Linked DNA regions of Sus scrofa: region 1 is linked to region 2. A link is a contact called in public HiChIP or PLAC-seq data. All regions are on one chromosome and are shown on one strand. Each heading gives the region's core, a stretch centred on a gene start, on an enhancer-like site or on the middle of the called end of the contact. The rest is flanking DNA. Distances are from core to core; before and after follow the strand shown.

Region 1 (7,637 bases), core at 3,073-5,572, 140 kb before region 2:
GTTCTGCGGAATTTATATCCTTAGGGGCCCATCCATTTTGGATGTAATTTTGTAAGAAGATCAACACAGAACCGAGAACTGGCCCTGTGCAGTGATGGGAGGAAGTCACCCGAGGAGGTGATGCGTAGGCACCTTTATTAAGGAGAGTGAAACGTACAAGAAGAATGGGGTAGGGCTTCTTGATATTTAGAGTCAAAGATTTAGAGAATCGGATGATGTGCAGAAACAGTGGTACTGCTTCCCGGGTCCCTTTACATTGCCCGGCCTCTGCTGCCGTTGGGTTTGGGCTTGTAACTAGTTCAAGCCAATGGCCTGTGCGCAGAAGGGAGGTATGGCCCCTCCCAGCCAGCGCATCCACTCCAGCCCTTTGTGGATTAATTCCTGCGCTGAATTTTTTTGTGTGTCTTTTTTTTTTTTTTTTTAGGGCTGTGCCTGCATCATATGGAAGTTTCCAGGCTAGGGGTGAAATCGGAGCTACAGCTGCCGGCCTACGCCACAGCTCATGGCAACACCAGATCCTTAACTCACTGGGCAAAGCAGGGATCGAACCCGCATCCTCACGGATCCTTGTCGGGTTCGTTAACGCTGAGCCACGAAGGGAACTCCGATGAATTTTTTTTTTTTTTAAGGTGCTAGATAATAGGACAAAATAGAGCCATACATATTTTGAAATATATATGCACCTCTAAATAATGACAGAAATCAGCTTGTGTTCCGCAGACCTGTTTAGCATAATCTGCTATTTAGAAGTATGTGGGGCATTCTCTTCTCCATGGACATGAGTTGTGGATGACAGACTCGTTCTGGGGCTGTGACTGGTCCTTAAACCTCAGATGAGTCCCAGAAAAACCCCATTGTGGGAAAAACTGGGTTAGGGTGAGTTTGGTTTTAGATATTATAGCCTTAAATTGATAGAAACGACCAGCTTTCTTACCTCTCATACTTTGTTGGGAACCACTCCAGTGCTGACCTTACTGAAGATTTTTGTTACTATGAAGGTGACTTTATAGTCAGTGTTTCTGTAAAGCCAACAAAATTTCAAAAAAGCAGTGTTAAGACCGAGAACACCTCAGCCTTAAATCCATTTGTTTTCAGCGTACCTGACGCGTATTATTCTCGTTGACTGCCTCTTTCTATAAACCTGGCCGTTGCCACCTTGCTTGATTGCCTGCAGTTTGATTCTAATGAAGCTCATTTAATTAAGACTTGAAAAAATACCTTCTTTGCTGCTTGGGACTTGAGAATAGCTGGGTCTGAAGCCTTTGCCTGCAGTGATGGTTGTTCAACTCGTTGGTTGCAGTTTTATAGTAACAGGTTTGGAAATCCTCTAGCACATGATGATTTTCGTGTGAGAGAGGTCTGGTTGTAAGAAGTAGTTACTGTATTGATAATAGTTCTTTCCTGCTGAGTACTGTATTCTTTTCTTGCCCCTGCTCTCTCCCGCTTCCTTTTCTCTCTCTCTTCTTTCCACGTAATGATCTGGGAAACTCTCAAAGGAACCCCATGCCGCTGCCATGTGTGGGGTCCAGGAATCCTGATCATTTTGAAGAGCTACCCGGTTCTAACACTATCCTTAGGAAATATCTTACTGAATGTAGCATCTTTTGTGGTGAGTGAAATGTTAAAAGAGGGAATGCAATTTGAAAAAAATAAATAAAAACTTTAGGGACCTACATTAGAGAATATAGATCACAAATCAATATAAAGTTCAGATAATACTTTATCCAGAAATCATATGTGACAGCAACGGGATGTGGGAAAAGTTCCCTCCATGTGTCCATTTTGAGAAATACAGTGTTTTTATTTGGTACAGTTGCATATTCATTTCTAACAGACTGCATCTTAAAAGGATTGGACTTTTATAGATTCTATGAATATTCAGAGAGTCACCAAAACCAATTCTGTCCTTTACCTTAAGCATCTAGACCCATCTGTCATTTGCTTGCTAGTCCTAGCTCTGTATTGTGAGATTTCCCTTTTGATAATAAGATATTCCCCATGTGGATGGAGGGACATACTGGTACCTTTGCTGCCATGGTTCAAAGTTTCTACCCTCAGAGTGGATCTTGGAGAGAGAGGGAGGGTGTGTGCATGTGTGTGTGTGTGTGTGTGTGTGTGTGTGTGTGTATGTTGCCAGGCCCTGCCCACTTTGGGATCTGGCATCAACTGTCTTAAGCTTTTAGGGCATTGTTTAGGACACTGATGCAGAAGGGGGAGGTATAATGGCTGTTGCCACTAGTAAGTCATCAGGGTACTTGGCAAGCTGGCAAAATCTGGAAGCCTTATCCATTTGCATTTTAATTGGTGTGACCATTAGCCTAAAGCCTGAATTTTAAAAGTTGTCCCTTGAGCCCTTTCTCCCTTTTACCCTCTCATTTTCCTGAAGCTGATTTGCATCTTTAAAAAAAAATGTTTCTCAACATTGTAAAACTCATGTCCTTTTTTGGTAAACTCAGAAATGATACACCTCTGTTAATATTATTTAAAATATCCATTAAATATTGTAAGAATTGTAACAAAAGAATCAAGGCAATGGCAGTCTTAGAAGATTGCCTTTTTTTTTTTTTTTTTTACTTTAGTCACATGGGATCAGTGTGAAAGTGTGGTCTGTTTGCTAGCCACAAGCGTTTTTCCCATTCTTGCTAGTGACAGAGCACAGCATAGGTCACTTTCACATCAAGCCTGTTCAACTGCTTTGTTTTCATGGTCACAAAGGGCAAGAGCGCCTGCTTTGCAAATGTAGTCTATTTTATTTTGACAATGCTTTGCAAATATAGTCTATATAATTCTGACAATGCATGTTCAGACTACATGTGTGCCCATCTTCCCCAGGAAAGATTTGGTATCACTCCCATACCATTTCCCACCACCTCACTGCTTTAAGTACTTAACTATGAAGAGAGAAAGACATGACAGTAATTAAGATGGGCTAAGTAAGCCATTCTTATTCATGAGCACAGCCTCGTCTCTCAGCCACCATCCCCATCCCTGTGGGGCTCTGATATTGCCCCTCCTCTCTGCTGTCCCAGCCACCTCCAGATCTGCCTGCAAGGTCACACTGGGTTTTGTGGACTCATCCATATGACTCCCTATCTCCTGATCTGGTTCCAGTCCTCCTAGACCTAGGGAGAAGATGGGAAATAGGTCTTCCGCGTTCTTGCAGGGGTAGGAATGGCGTTCTTGAGGATCTCTAGAGGCAGGCACTGGGCTGAGGATTCTGCTTGCCTAGTTATACCGAATCCTCAGAAGGTTCCCACGAGGTGGGAACAATTATCTCTATTTTGTAGATGAACAAACGAAGGCACAGAGATGTTGTTTGCACCACGGTCTGTGGTGGTGGAGTCAAAATCCAAAGTCATATCTCTTTACATTGAGCTGCTTTTGTTGTTTCCAATGAAATGCACGATCCTTTCAAAAACATGTTCAAACTTTTCTCATCTTTGGGTAGGCAAAAGAAAAAAAAATTAATGAGACGATCATTATTATTTTGAAAATAACTACCTTATTCTGCCTAGCAACTATTTGCTGTAGGGTCTGGGGCAGTACTTTCATACCATGCAGTTGCCACCATAGAAAAACCAAGAGTATTATAATAATTTAATTCATGTTTTAGGTTATTATAAATAGAATTATAATCTCTTTTCATATAAGAAATACGTATATTTTTAAGAATGGAAGCACTATAGATTGGCCTAAGGGAGCTTTTTAAATAACCTGTAAGGGTAAATTTCTTTTCCAGTTTCTTCAGAATAATATTTGGAGCCCTTAAATTTGGATCTATTCTAATAAGAGTTATAATGATGAAAAAGGTATGTAAATACAATGAACCTTCTATAGTTACTTAAAAACAGAGATGTTCACATATATACAAAAATGAGTAAAAGGCATCTCTGTAATTTTGAACTTTCCTTATGTACTTATTGTCTTGTATAACAAGCAAAAGAGATGTTTACAATCTCACACTCTAGATAGAGCTTAAATTTTAACATGTAAAAATTAATACCATCTCCCATTATTCTAAGTTTATAGAAAACAGTGTACTCATCATTGAAACTGTGTATGTCAGTGTAAGGATTTGCTTTGATTTTTTTTTTTTTTTTTAATCTCCAGAACACTTCTCAGGAACAAATTAGATTTAAATTTGAAGAAAAAAAAAAAAGCTTTGAATTTGGTGAAGGAAATCTGTCAATGGAAAGATGGTCAGGTGTTGAAAATATGTGCTGTGATTAAACAATTGTCTTAAAACAACAATGACTAAGGTGTATTATCACCATTCAAAATGGAACAAAATTGGCTACTGAACTTTGGCCTTTAGAAATTGTATCTTGAGCCTCTGACCACTGGAGGGCGCTATGTTACTGCAAACCACTCACTAAAGTCAGAAGTCGTCAAATCTCTTCATTTGTTCTTACTAAAAAGATAAAGGATTTATATTCTTGTAATGCCAAATCAGTTCATACTTAACATTCAGCCTTTAGCTGTAGAAACTTGTTTGAATGACAGTAATGGCTTCATTTCAAGTTATTTAAATGTTTAATGCTTGTAATTTACTCAAATGTGTATAATCCTTTATTTAACTTGATGAAAATGATGTACTGTTAACATTGTTTTTAGCATTAATTAATGTGACTAATTGAAGTTTGAAACACTAAAACCAATTTCCCTGTTGTGTTGCGTCATCAGACTGTAGAGAAGTTTCCCTCTGGCCTGGTCTGATCTCTCTTCTGTCCCCCCTCAGCCCTGCTTGGTGCCCCCCTACATGTTTTACCCTCCCTGCTATTTCTGTAGCTAATTTGATTTCAGTATACCCACTGCTACGGTTGGTAGCAAAACTGATGAACTGTAGCTCGTTTCTCCTCTGAAAACTTTGCAATGCATTATGATAGGAGCTTCCTAGCATTACTTTATTGTTCCAGAAATGAATGTAGTGATGATTAACATCACTAAATCACTATAAGCACTTAAGCAGAGGGAGAAAAATGGAAGTAGGTGTTGACGTCCCTAGTCCTGGCAGTTGGTGAAAACTCATTTTCAGCAGGAAATGGTGGAACCTCAGTATTCTTACCTGAAGACCCATCAGCACAGCTTTCATTGCCACTGACTCTCAGTAATAATGAAAAACAAAACCAAAGCCCCTGCTGTTTTCAAAGCTTTAGTCTGGTCTTGGAAATCAGAGGAGTATAAGTCAAAACCAGGTAACACCTTTCTGGCAGCTTGCTTGTACTGCTGTGATGTGTTACAGTAAAACGGCCCATTACAGTTCTCTGTTTGTAGGCATAAATAATTCTTTCTTGTTAAACATTGCTCTTCCAGGGTGCCAGAGGAAGGAGCAATTTTACCCACTGTAATTGTGATACATGTCATGTATTCAAAGTAATTGTTAGGTCACTGCATACTTTGTTGTTATTCTAAACGCTACAGAAGTTTTCTCTATAACCTGGACAGTTTTCAAAGGGTTAAAAATGCAGGAGTATCTCATTCTTTTTAGGTTAAATCTTTGATGTGTATTGTCTTGGGGAAAAAATGTTGTCTTGGTTTTAAAAAACACCTATAAACAGAATTGCTCAACTCCTCCTATTTATGTAATCATGTAATCCTTTATAATAGTGGCACTATTTTATTTTGTATATGAAATCTTAAATTGAAAGCTTAAATTTAATTCCATAATCAAAATGCACATTGGCTCTGGTTTGTTTACTAACCATTTTAACAAGAATTCGTATGGTATTTCTTGACACTGTAATTTTCCTTATAATTTTAAACATTATGTATTTTATAAATATACATATATGTAAATATGTGTTTTAAACATTATGTGCATATTTGCTTATATATACGCACATAATTGTTATCTCAGTCGAGTAAAGCAAAATAATTGAAACGAAAACTATAAATATATGCTATATAGATATAGCAGTTTTAGGATGTGAGCTTATGAAATTAATGACTAATAGATCTGAGTTTTTAAATTATTATCTTAGTTGTGTCATTCTTGTCTTAAATCCATAAATGATAAGACTGCCCAGGGTTTTTTTGGGGGGTTTTTTTTGGTCTTTTGTCCTTTTAGGGCCGCTCTTGCGGCATATGGAGGTTCCCAGACTAGGGGTCTAATCGGAGCTGTAGCCGCCGGCCTACGCTAGAGCCACAGCAACTCGGGATCCGAGCCGCGTCTGCGACCTACACCACAGCTCATGGCAACGCTGGATCCTTAACCTACTGAGCAAGGCCAGGGATCAAACCCGCAACCTCATGGTTCCTAGTTGGATTTGTTAACCACTGAGCCATGACGGGAACTCTAAGAATGCCCAGTTTTTTAGAAAGAACCCTTCCTTCCAGATGGTTCCTAGAAAATCATTTAGGGAGTAGATGTAAATATCAGCCCCATTTTACAGTGAAGGAAGCGGCACTGTCAGAACGTGAAGATTACTTTCCCAAGATCACGTACTAGCAGGTGGAAAGCTGGGTGCAGCCCAGGTTCTTGCCCTCCACGGAAGGCTGCTGTGAGGGAGAGACCAGGAGAGGCCTACACTGGATGGCTGGCCCTCGTTTCCCGTGTGTCGGAGACTCGCTCAGGCTCTGCGTGTGTGCCACTTTTCTCATCTTTAAAATGGGACCTGGTTAGTCTTTTTCCAGTTTTGTTCAAGACGGAGTAAACACTAATGGAGCTGCAATTTATTGGGAATTTTGAGCTTGGGGGTAAAAAGCTATTTACAGTGTAGTCTTCACCTTCCGTGTTTTTAGAAGGGGGAAGAGGCTCTTTTCCTTTACGTGAAAGACAACAGACAAGCTTGAAGAGGAAAGTCAACAGACGGATGAGGCATCCTCCATCATTGAAATACAGGGAAATATCTCTTTAATTAGTCTTAATAAATCTCGTTGGGCTCGTGGAGGACTGAGGATTTGTCTCTTCCCTCATTGCCTCCTAGCTTTTCAGTTTCTTCTTTTCTCACTTGAGAATGAGATTCTTTTCTTTTAATGTAGTTGTTGGTATATGATAATAGATAGGCTGATTTCTTTAAGAGATGCAGTGTTATCAGTGTTTGACTGCTAAGATTAAATTAAACCATAAATTAGGACATAACATTTCCTAAAGACATTTTATGTTTTAATCAGTGCTAAGATGAAAAAGATAAATAACTACTAAACCAGCAATAAATTGAAGAAAATGAACCAGTGTTATTACTTAGTATTATGCAAGAAAAAAGTAATTATTTGCTAAGTACATGTAAATAAATACTAGTTAGTTGGTTACCAATTAAAGGTAAGGACTTTAGCTCGTTCATGTGATTTCTTGTGTCTCATGTGACCTGGACGCAGGACTTGGTGGCACCCGCAGCACTGCTACTGTTATTTAACCGACCCTCTGCCTTTCCTGTCAGCAGCATGATTCTTCAGGGCAGGTTTTGTCTTTCACAGTGCTGCATTTGCAGGTATTCACAGGGACGGGAGACAACACTTTCATCTCCACTACAACCCTGCCGGCCTGTTCTTGAAACCATTTTTTCTTGTGCCTACACTCGAGTTCCACTGTCTCTTGTCCTTGCTCGTCTCTGTGGCCCAATCCATGCCTGTCCTGGAAGAGCTCCCTCTGGACGAGCCTTTAAAGCCTTCTCTCCTTCACCTCTTTCGTATCTGAG
Region 2 (7,490 bases), core at 1,971-4,470:
ATGTGCTAAGTAAATCTCTGGATCTTTTTTTTTTATCTTCTGATCCATTCTCTAGGTTAAAGGTCCAGACTATCCCAAAGGACAAAGGAGGGTCCCTGAAATTGTCTGTGAGCATTGACACAGTTTGGGGATAGTATGTGGAAAACATAAGGCTTTTCTGGATTGAGCTTGTTTTCCCCAAATACGTTTTAGTTAGTTCTCCCTCTGAGGAGCCTGGAACACAGATTTCTTTACATAGCTTGTAAAGAGTACAGAGGCTTTGAGTGACGTGTTCTGTCTTTTGAGCTTTGAAATCTCCAGCCTGATCATATGAATGTGTAGGGTATGAGAGATAATGCATGCAAGGGCTAGTGCACGGGATGTGTTGAGAAGCTGGTAGCTTTTATTTTAATTCCAGTGCTAGTTTCCGAGGAGTCTGGAGTGAAGATATGTGGTTTCTTTACTCCCCATGCTCTCTTTATTACTCTCTTGACTGGCACTCCCCGTTTTCACTGCTGTTATTCTGACCATCTTAGGCAATTCCTGTCTTATTTCTCAGTGTGTCAAATGTTTACATTCTTAGAAGGATTCTTAGATTTTTCTTCAGGGAGAAGGAAATTCTTTCTCCTTCTGTTTGCTTCTCTTCCTTCTCTATTTAATCTTCTACTCTAAAAGGAAAAAAAGGACAGACTCCGCCAGCCCTTAAAATTTTAAGTTACAATAAGTGGCATATCCCCACCGTCGTCTTAGGTTAGAAAAAAGGAGACGCTTCCCTTATCCACCATGATCCTAAAGCAGGCTTGCCACAGGTCATAGCCACCAAATGAGATCTTACAGATTCATAAGGAAACTAACAAATTTAATTTTCTTCTACGTTTTCTCTAGTGCACAATTCCATTAGACTCATTTGTCTATATCCGTGGAAATGCACAGCCTGTTGGATAAACTGAAAAAAATAATACAGCCATTTTAAAGATAAAACTGGTGAAATTCTCTCTCCCGCTCCCAGCATCTTGGGCTAGCGGGAAAGTTAATGAAAAAATGCAAATGTTGAACTTTTGGTAATTTCATTCTATTTCTTAAAATATACTTTGTGGTGATTTCAAATGTTTTATTGAGTAATAAAATTGGTTAACAGTATTCCCACATGGGGATTTGTTCACATTAGCTCGTAACAGAGACAGAAGAAGGATTGGTTTGTTCCTATTCATGCTCTTTCTCTCCCGCTCCCCGCCTCCCCTGGCTCCTCCCTTTACCCGGCTTCTCTCTTTCTCCTTCCCTCCCTCTCTCCCTTATACATTTTTCATTTTATATCTTCCACTTGCTATTTTGTCTTTCTGTAATCCCTTAAAAATTACAATCTGAAAAGAGAAAAACCAAACCATGAAGTAAATCAGACATTTCTTCCCACATAATTCAAATCAGTTCTTCTTTCCAGATCCTAAGAAACCTACTTAATTAGATTTTGGCCTCTATCTTGCGAAACGTCTATAATGGGTGTACTATATCTACATTGCAGGCTCATCTACAGTATATCTGTATTCCAAGGCAAAGCTAATCATGCCTTCCCATTTGACCCTTCTTTTATTCCTTCAGGGAGAGGTTTTATTTATTTATTTTTTAGTTTATTTTTTAAATTAAAGTGTAGTTGATCTGCAGTGTTGTGCCAGTTTCTGCTGAACAGCAGAATGACTCAGTTTTATATTTTTTTTTCTTTATTATATTCCTTTCATTGTGGTCTATCCCAGGAGATTGGATATAGATCCTTGCTATAAAGTAGGACATTGTTTAAGGGAGAGGTTTCATAACTGTTTATCCTTCCAGTTTAGCAAGTTTGTCTCTCAAGTTCTATGCAAAATAGATCACCAACCAGTGGCTAATTATTTAGTTTCTTAATTTGTTGTCGATCTCCTGACTTGGAATGTAACTTCCGCAGGGAAGAGACTTTATCTACAGTGTTCAATCCCATATCCTAGCACCCAGCTGCAGTAGCTGGCACGTGGTAAATACTCGGTTGATATTTGTTGGGTAAGTCAGTGGTCATCTGTGTGTATGTGTGGTGGAGAGGGGATCATTTCTCTTTTAGCTGTGTTTTGTTTTCTTTAGGTCTTTGAAGCAAAAGTGGTTCAGAGGGAGGACTTTGAAAGTCCGTGTTGCTCAATTTGGTGTTTTAAGGTTAGGCTACCTTGTGTGAATAGGTCAGCAGCTCCTATGTCTTTCTCCTCACCACTACTCACCACTCTTACCAACGTGGAGCCTAAGACGGAGAGAAATTAAGGAACTTGCCCCAGTTTTATACCTAATACATTGTGAAGCTCTGACTAGAACCTAGGTCATTCTTTTGACTTAGTTCTGTTCAAAAATCATACTGTTTGCTGGGTTTTAGTCTTGGCTTCTAAATTCCTAGACTTTCTCTGTAACCTTCTCCCAATGAAGGTTTATGTCCTGTCTTTCTGGTCCATTCCTCACAGGGCTCAGCACAATTTCTCATCCCTAGTAAGTGTTTATTAAATCTGGATTATTAGCAGATTTACCCAGTATACCTACAAGGGCTATTGCCTGGTAAATGTGCAAACAGAAAATATAAATGAAGTAAGTAGAATCACTTGTTATATCATTTTCATATGACATACAAATAAATATCATAATTAAGTTCTTTTGTGATACTAATTTCAAATATGATTTCATAGCTTGAAGGTAAATTATTAAGGCAGGTTTAGGTTCTATATATTTGGAGGGTGGGGAAAAAGCCTACTCTTCAAAATGCACTTTTCCCCCAAATAAAAAACAACACTCAAATATTTATGTCTAATATTGGAATGACTTTCTATTTTGAGTAGCACTGGGTAATGATGTGTTAGTAATTATTTACCGCTCTTATCCCTTCTGTGTACTTGGTTCTATATAGCATCAATTTTCTCTGAAAAACAAGATGACGACTTGTTTTGCTTGCCCTTCAGGTTGAAGAGTGGAGTTGCTGGAACGTGATCGCTCCCTCTGCCGGGCTAATGCTCAGGCAGCATCAGGGCTGTTCCCTGAGACAGTAGCCTCTGCTTAGGCTCACCCTGGGTACAGAGTGTTTAACCTTTCAGTAATTCTTCCTCTCCCCAGTAAGCAAATGATGCCAGGGCCCTTGGCTGAAGTCAGTAGAAGAGAATCTATAGCTCCACCGATCAGCCAGAGGGAAGGGTTTCTAAGAGTAACAAATCTGTTCTGTTGCAACATGCTTTTTCTAGAAGCTCTTTGTCATTCTGGCAGTAAACTGTTTTCCACTTGCTGCCTTAGCAACAAGACCCGAAGTCACTTTCCCCTCCAGTCCGTGGTTTGATTATAAGAGCACTAACACTGTACCCAGAACCAGAAGGAAATAGCATACTGGGGGAACTCGCAGACATTGCCTGCTTCTTGGGTTAAAGAATTGTATATCTACATTCTTCTTATCTCCTTGAAAGCAAGGGTCAAATAGGAAATCGTGGAAATGGTGAATCCCAAATCCACATGGTTCTAAGACCCTAGTAAATGCTGTAGCTCAAGTTCTTGTCAGTCGACCTCCCCTGACCACAGCAAAGAACAGCTTTTCTCTGCAGAGTTCCCCAGGGGCGCCTTTTGGAAGAGCCAAAGTGTTAAGGGTCCCTTCTTGTGCTGTTAAGGGTCCCTGGTCTTAGGCTAACTCTGGTTTTCTCAGGAGTCTTTTTTAACTCGAGAATATTAAGTCCAATTTGAGAATAAAACTTTGTTTACCAAAAAATAAAATTCCGATGGATTCTGTCTTTACGTAATCCCCTGAGAACTCATTTAAATATTTTTTTTTTTTGCTGAATTCAATTTTATCTTGTAGTGGAACCTGCTCAGTATAGAAGTTAGGTGATGCCATTACTAGAGGCAAAGGTTAAGGATTAACTGTAACCACAAGCAGGCTAAAGACTAAAGAATACCAAGCCTAGAGAATTCCAAGGGGTTTAAAATGGGGATGTGCAAGCTGCTATTTTTTTGTATTTTCCTCATTCTGTTAAAGATGCATTGTATATGACTGAGAAATGAGATCTGCTAGCGTCCTGACAAGAAAGATGGAAGGGTAGGTTAAGAATAGGAATTTGTAGTACCTTCCCAGAACAGGCAGGGAATACAATGAACTCCCCAAGGCAAACATTTTCTAGGTCACAGTATTAGGATGTCTCCCTGTTAGGAAGTGCTGTTTTTCTTAATAAATTAGATCTCCAAACTTCAAGAGTTTGCACAAAAAAGAAACTCTTCTGTGGGCCAGGGTAGCTGGACCAAATATGGACAAAAGATTCTTCCCTTGTCTCCTTATGCAGAGCTGAGTCAGGTCAAGAACATTTAAATAGACTTCCCTAAAGACTAGGGGCCCAAAGCAGGAAGTAACATAGAGCCAGGTAATCTGCACTGGGAATGTGGCCTCTTTATGTGGCCCATGATGCCTGTCCTTGCAGGGTCCTGAGAGGACAGGCCAGCCCCTGCCTGTGCGCTTGAAGTCCGTCCTGCCACCTGCCCCTGTTCTCCCACAGTTAGAGAAACTCCCAGACAATCAGCAGTCTTGAAGCCCCAAAGAAATTCTGCCTCCAAAGACCTACTCTTTGAATCTCTAGTTAATGATACTCTACTCTGCCAAGCATTGCATTAGACACTTTAAATAATTACCTCGATTAAACAACAGGAATTCCCATCATGGCGCAGTGGTTAACTAATCCAACCAGGAACCATGAGGTTGTGGGTTCGATCCCTGGCCTCACTCAGTGGATTAAGGATCCGGCATTGCAGTGAGCTGTGGTGTAGGTCGCAGATGCGGCTCAGATCCTGAGTTGCTGTGGCTGTGGCGTAGGCCAGAGGTTACGGCTCCGATTAGACCCCTAGCCCGGGAACCTCCATATGCCGCGGGTGCGGCCCTAGAAAAGACAGAAAGACCAAAAATATATGTGTGTGTGTGTGTGTGTGTATCATATAAGGTTTGTGTTATTGACCTCATAGAGATGGAAACCACGGTTCAAAAAGGTTCAAAATACCTTTTTGTACAGTGGCACAGCGAATTAAGTGATGGGGCTGGGCTCCAAACCTGCTTCTGTTAGACTCTGAAGCAAGTCCTGCAGAACTCCATAGTGCCTTTCAGTTTCAGAGTGCTATCCTTGGAGCGTTTAGGTTTCATTTTATTGAAGAAGACAGAATCTGTTTCCACCCACAATATGACAGCTCTAGAAACTTCTGCAGTGAATCATCCTGTTCTGAGCTGTGTCCAGGACCCCGTCTCTGTCGGCGACTAGAAGACAGCTGACATAGGCAGGGGAGGCGAATATTGGAAACAGAGTGTTAGACCAGAGCTCACGTGGACAGCATTCAGCCTCATCAGAAATGGCCAATCTGTTGCTTATCTGCCTTCCTCAGCACTGTTTAAGTTTTAATTATCTTCCAACTGTCTGAGCTGCTGTTGAGGACCGCAGAGAGAACAAAGGATAGCTGTCATATTTTTCAGCAGTGTTCCTCTCTACACACGGATGAAGTCACTAGCTGCCACTGCCCTTATTATCAGGTTAAATCAGAGTCTGAGTGTGCACTGGAGAGACGATGTTGAAGGAGAAAAAAATTAATCTCAAGTTTTACCTCTTATTCAAAATCTTTTGTGACGGAGAAAATGTGGTATCTACTTCTCCTGTTTGGCTGTTAGGCCCCAGAAGCAGGTTTGGATTGCTTTTAAAAATAAAAAAGTAAAGAGGGAGGGGACTCTGCCATCTCCATCCCTTGGATTGTCAGTAGCTTACTGGGCAGGGGTAACTTCTCTTCCACCTCTGGGATGCCCCCCCCCCCCCCCGCGCCCCCACTGTGAGCCCCATGAAGGAAATCTGCTTGTGATCAAGGATGGCACCTGGGCTGCCCCCTCCTCCCTCCAGACATTGCTCGTGGAGCAGGGCCTCCTTCGCCTGAGCTGGACAGGGTCCCTGAGGTCTTAATGGAGAGCTCCAGGCTGCCCTGCTGGTCGCTGAAGTGGGGGGATTAGGTAAAGCCTGTTTGCTGTTTCTGGTGGAGATCTCCAATAAAGGACAGAGTCCTATGCTAAGCAGTTGCTTGCTGGAGAAAAGGAGCATGGCTTCTTTCTCGTGACTTTGTTAATGTGGATTTGAGTAAGGACTTTATGTCATTTTTGTAAATTAGGCTATAATTTTATGGAGACTTAGAAAGTATTGTAGAACTGGAATAATTAAACTTGTTATGAGCATTACATATAACAGGCTAATCAAGAAGTGTGATGTACAGTGGTGAATTGCTAATTTGACCTCAGGATTATGCAGCAGAGATAACATTATCTTCATTTATATAGAACTTTTTATCTGGAGGCATCTCTCAGTGCTTTTGCAATCATATATATTATCTTGTTAGTTATCACAAACACTATCATTAAGACTGTAAAATGTATTCCAGTATAATTTTTTATTTTCAGTTTCCTATAATTGGGAGGCGAGGGAAAGGAAGGTTCTATATTTTCTTCCATTCTTGATATTTGCACTAGGGTAAAATTTGGGAAACGACTATTGCCTAAACTTGGAGAGCCTGGTTCCATATGATGTTTTAAAAAGAAAGGGAGGGAGGGAACATTACCGCATCCCCTCAGGTCAGCCGGGACCATTAACCTTAAGAACTGCCAATGGGGAAAGGCGCGTTCGTCACCTCCCCGCTCCTCTGCCTTGCATAGTGTTAGAAGAGCAATCTCTCCTTTGAGAGACTTGACCTAGGGAACAGGAAGATGATCTGATCAAATTCCACCAAACCACATTCCCCCCGTTCCCTCCAAGGTTGCAGACGGCGCAGTCAGCCTGTCACGACCATGTGCGGTTGAAAATGCTATGCTAGTTGAGTTCCTGTGGGTTTGAGGAAATGGACAAAATTAGATTCAGGCCAAGGTGCCAGGCTTAACACACCCCTTCCGTTCCAGAAAGCCCAGAGAGATTGTTACTGCCAGCAGTAAAGAATAACACAATCTGTTCTACCCAGACCATTTAGAACTTATTTTAAATAAACCCCATACCTACTGAAACCCAGTAAAATTGACCCCTTCTCTCTCCTCGAGGGCTTGAGAAAGCAGGTTAGGGCTGCCCTCCTGCTTACCAGGGGGCTCTGGCGAGCTTGCAGTTACCCTGACTCTCTACCCAGGAAGAGCGCCGTCTGCTTGCAGTGGGTGCGGGCGCGCCGAGCAGCCAGGCCAGGGGAGTGCGTTCACATCGGTCATGAAGATGAGCCATCAGCTTCTGTCAAGGAGCAGATGGCTAAATGAGGTGCACAGGGAATGCAGCGAGATTCAGGCTTGAAGAAACAGGAGGGAAAATAGCCCGTGACACAAAACCCCCCAACATAGCCTCTTTAATGGGAATTTTTTTAAATTGGCATTTACATTATACAGTTAACTTGGAGTGATGAGAAATGTAAGGGAATTACCAAATTAGTGAACAGCGATTAACTCAGAAGGAAAACTATATCATCTAAGTCGAAGGTTGTTTTACTCAGTG

The links. HiChIP or PLAC-seq counts read pairs in DNA pulled down with a chosen protein or histone mark.
Region 1: a contact with region 2 is called in an H3K27ac HiChIP or PLAC-seq map of alveolar macrophages. The contact joins two enhancer-like sites. A contact is called at or near these places in 1 of 47 Hi-C or Micro-C datasets (epiblast stem cells) and 1 of 2 datasets of contacts at active chromatin or transcription factors (alveolar macrophages).

What each region holds. Positions count from the first base shown.
Region 1 is chr7:34,002,411-34,010,047 of Sscrofa11.1, reverse strand. The region is part of intron 6 of BTBD9 (BTB domain containing 9); the gene reads left to right. Among named protein-coding and RNA genes, the nearest start is that of BTBD9, 120 kb to the left of the region's middle. Within about 2 kb of position 4,322, at least 4 of the 83 cell types and tissues checked have an H3K27ac peak or open chromatin away from gene starts, as enhancers often do. A contact at or near this core is called in alveolar macrophages, where this site is marked.
Region 2 is chr7:33,865,946-33,873,435 of Sscrofa11.1, reverse strand. The region is part of intron 6 of BTBD9 (BTB domain containing 9); the gene reads left to right. Among named protein-coding and RNA genes, the nearest start is that of BTBD9, 250 kb to the left of the region's middle. Within about 2 kb of position 3,220, at least 11 of the 83 cell types and tissues checked have an H3K27ac peak or open chromatin away from gene starts, as enhancers often do. A contact at or near this core is called in alveolar macrophages, where this site is marked.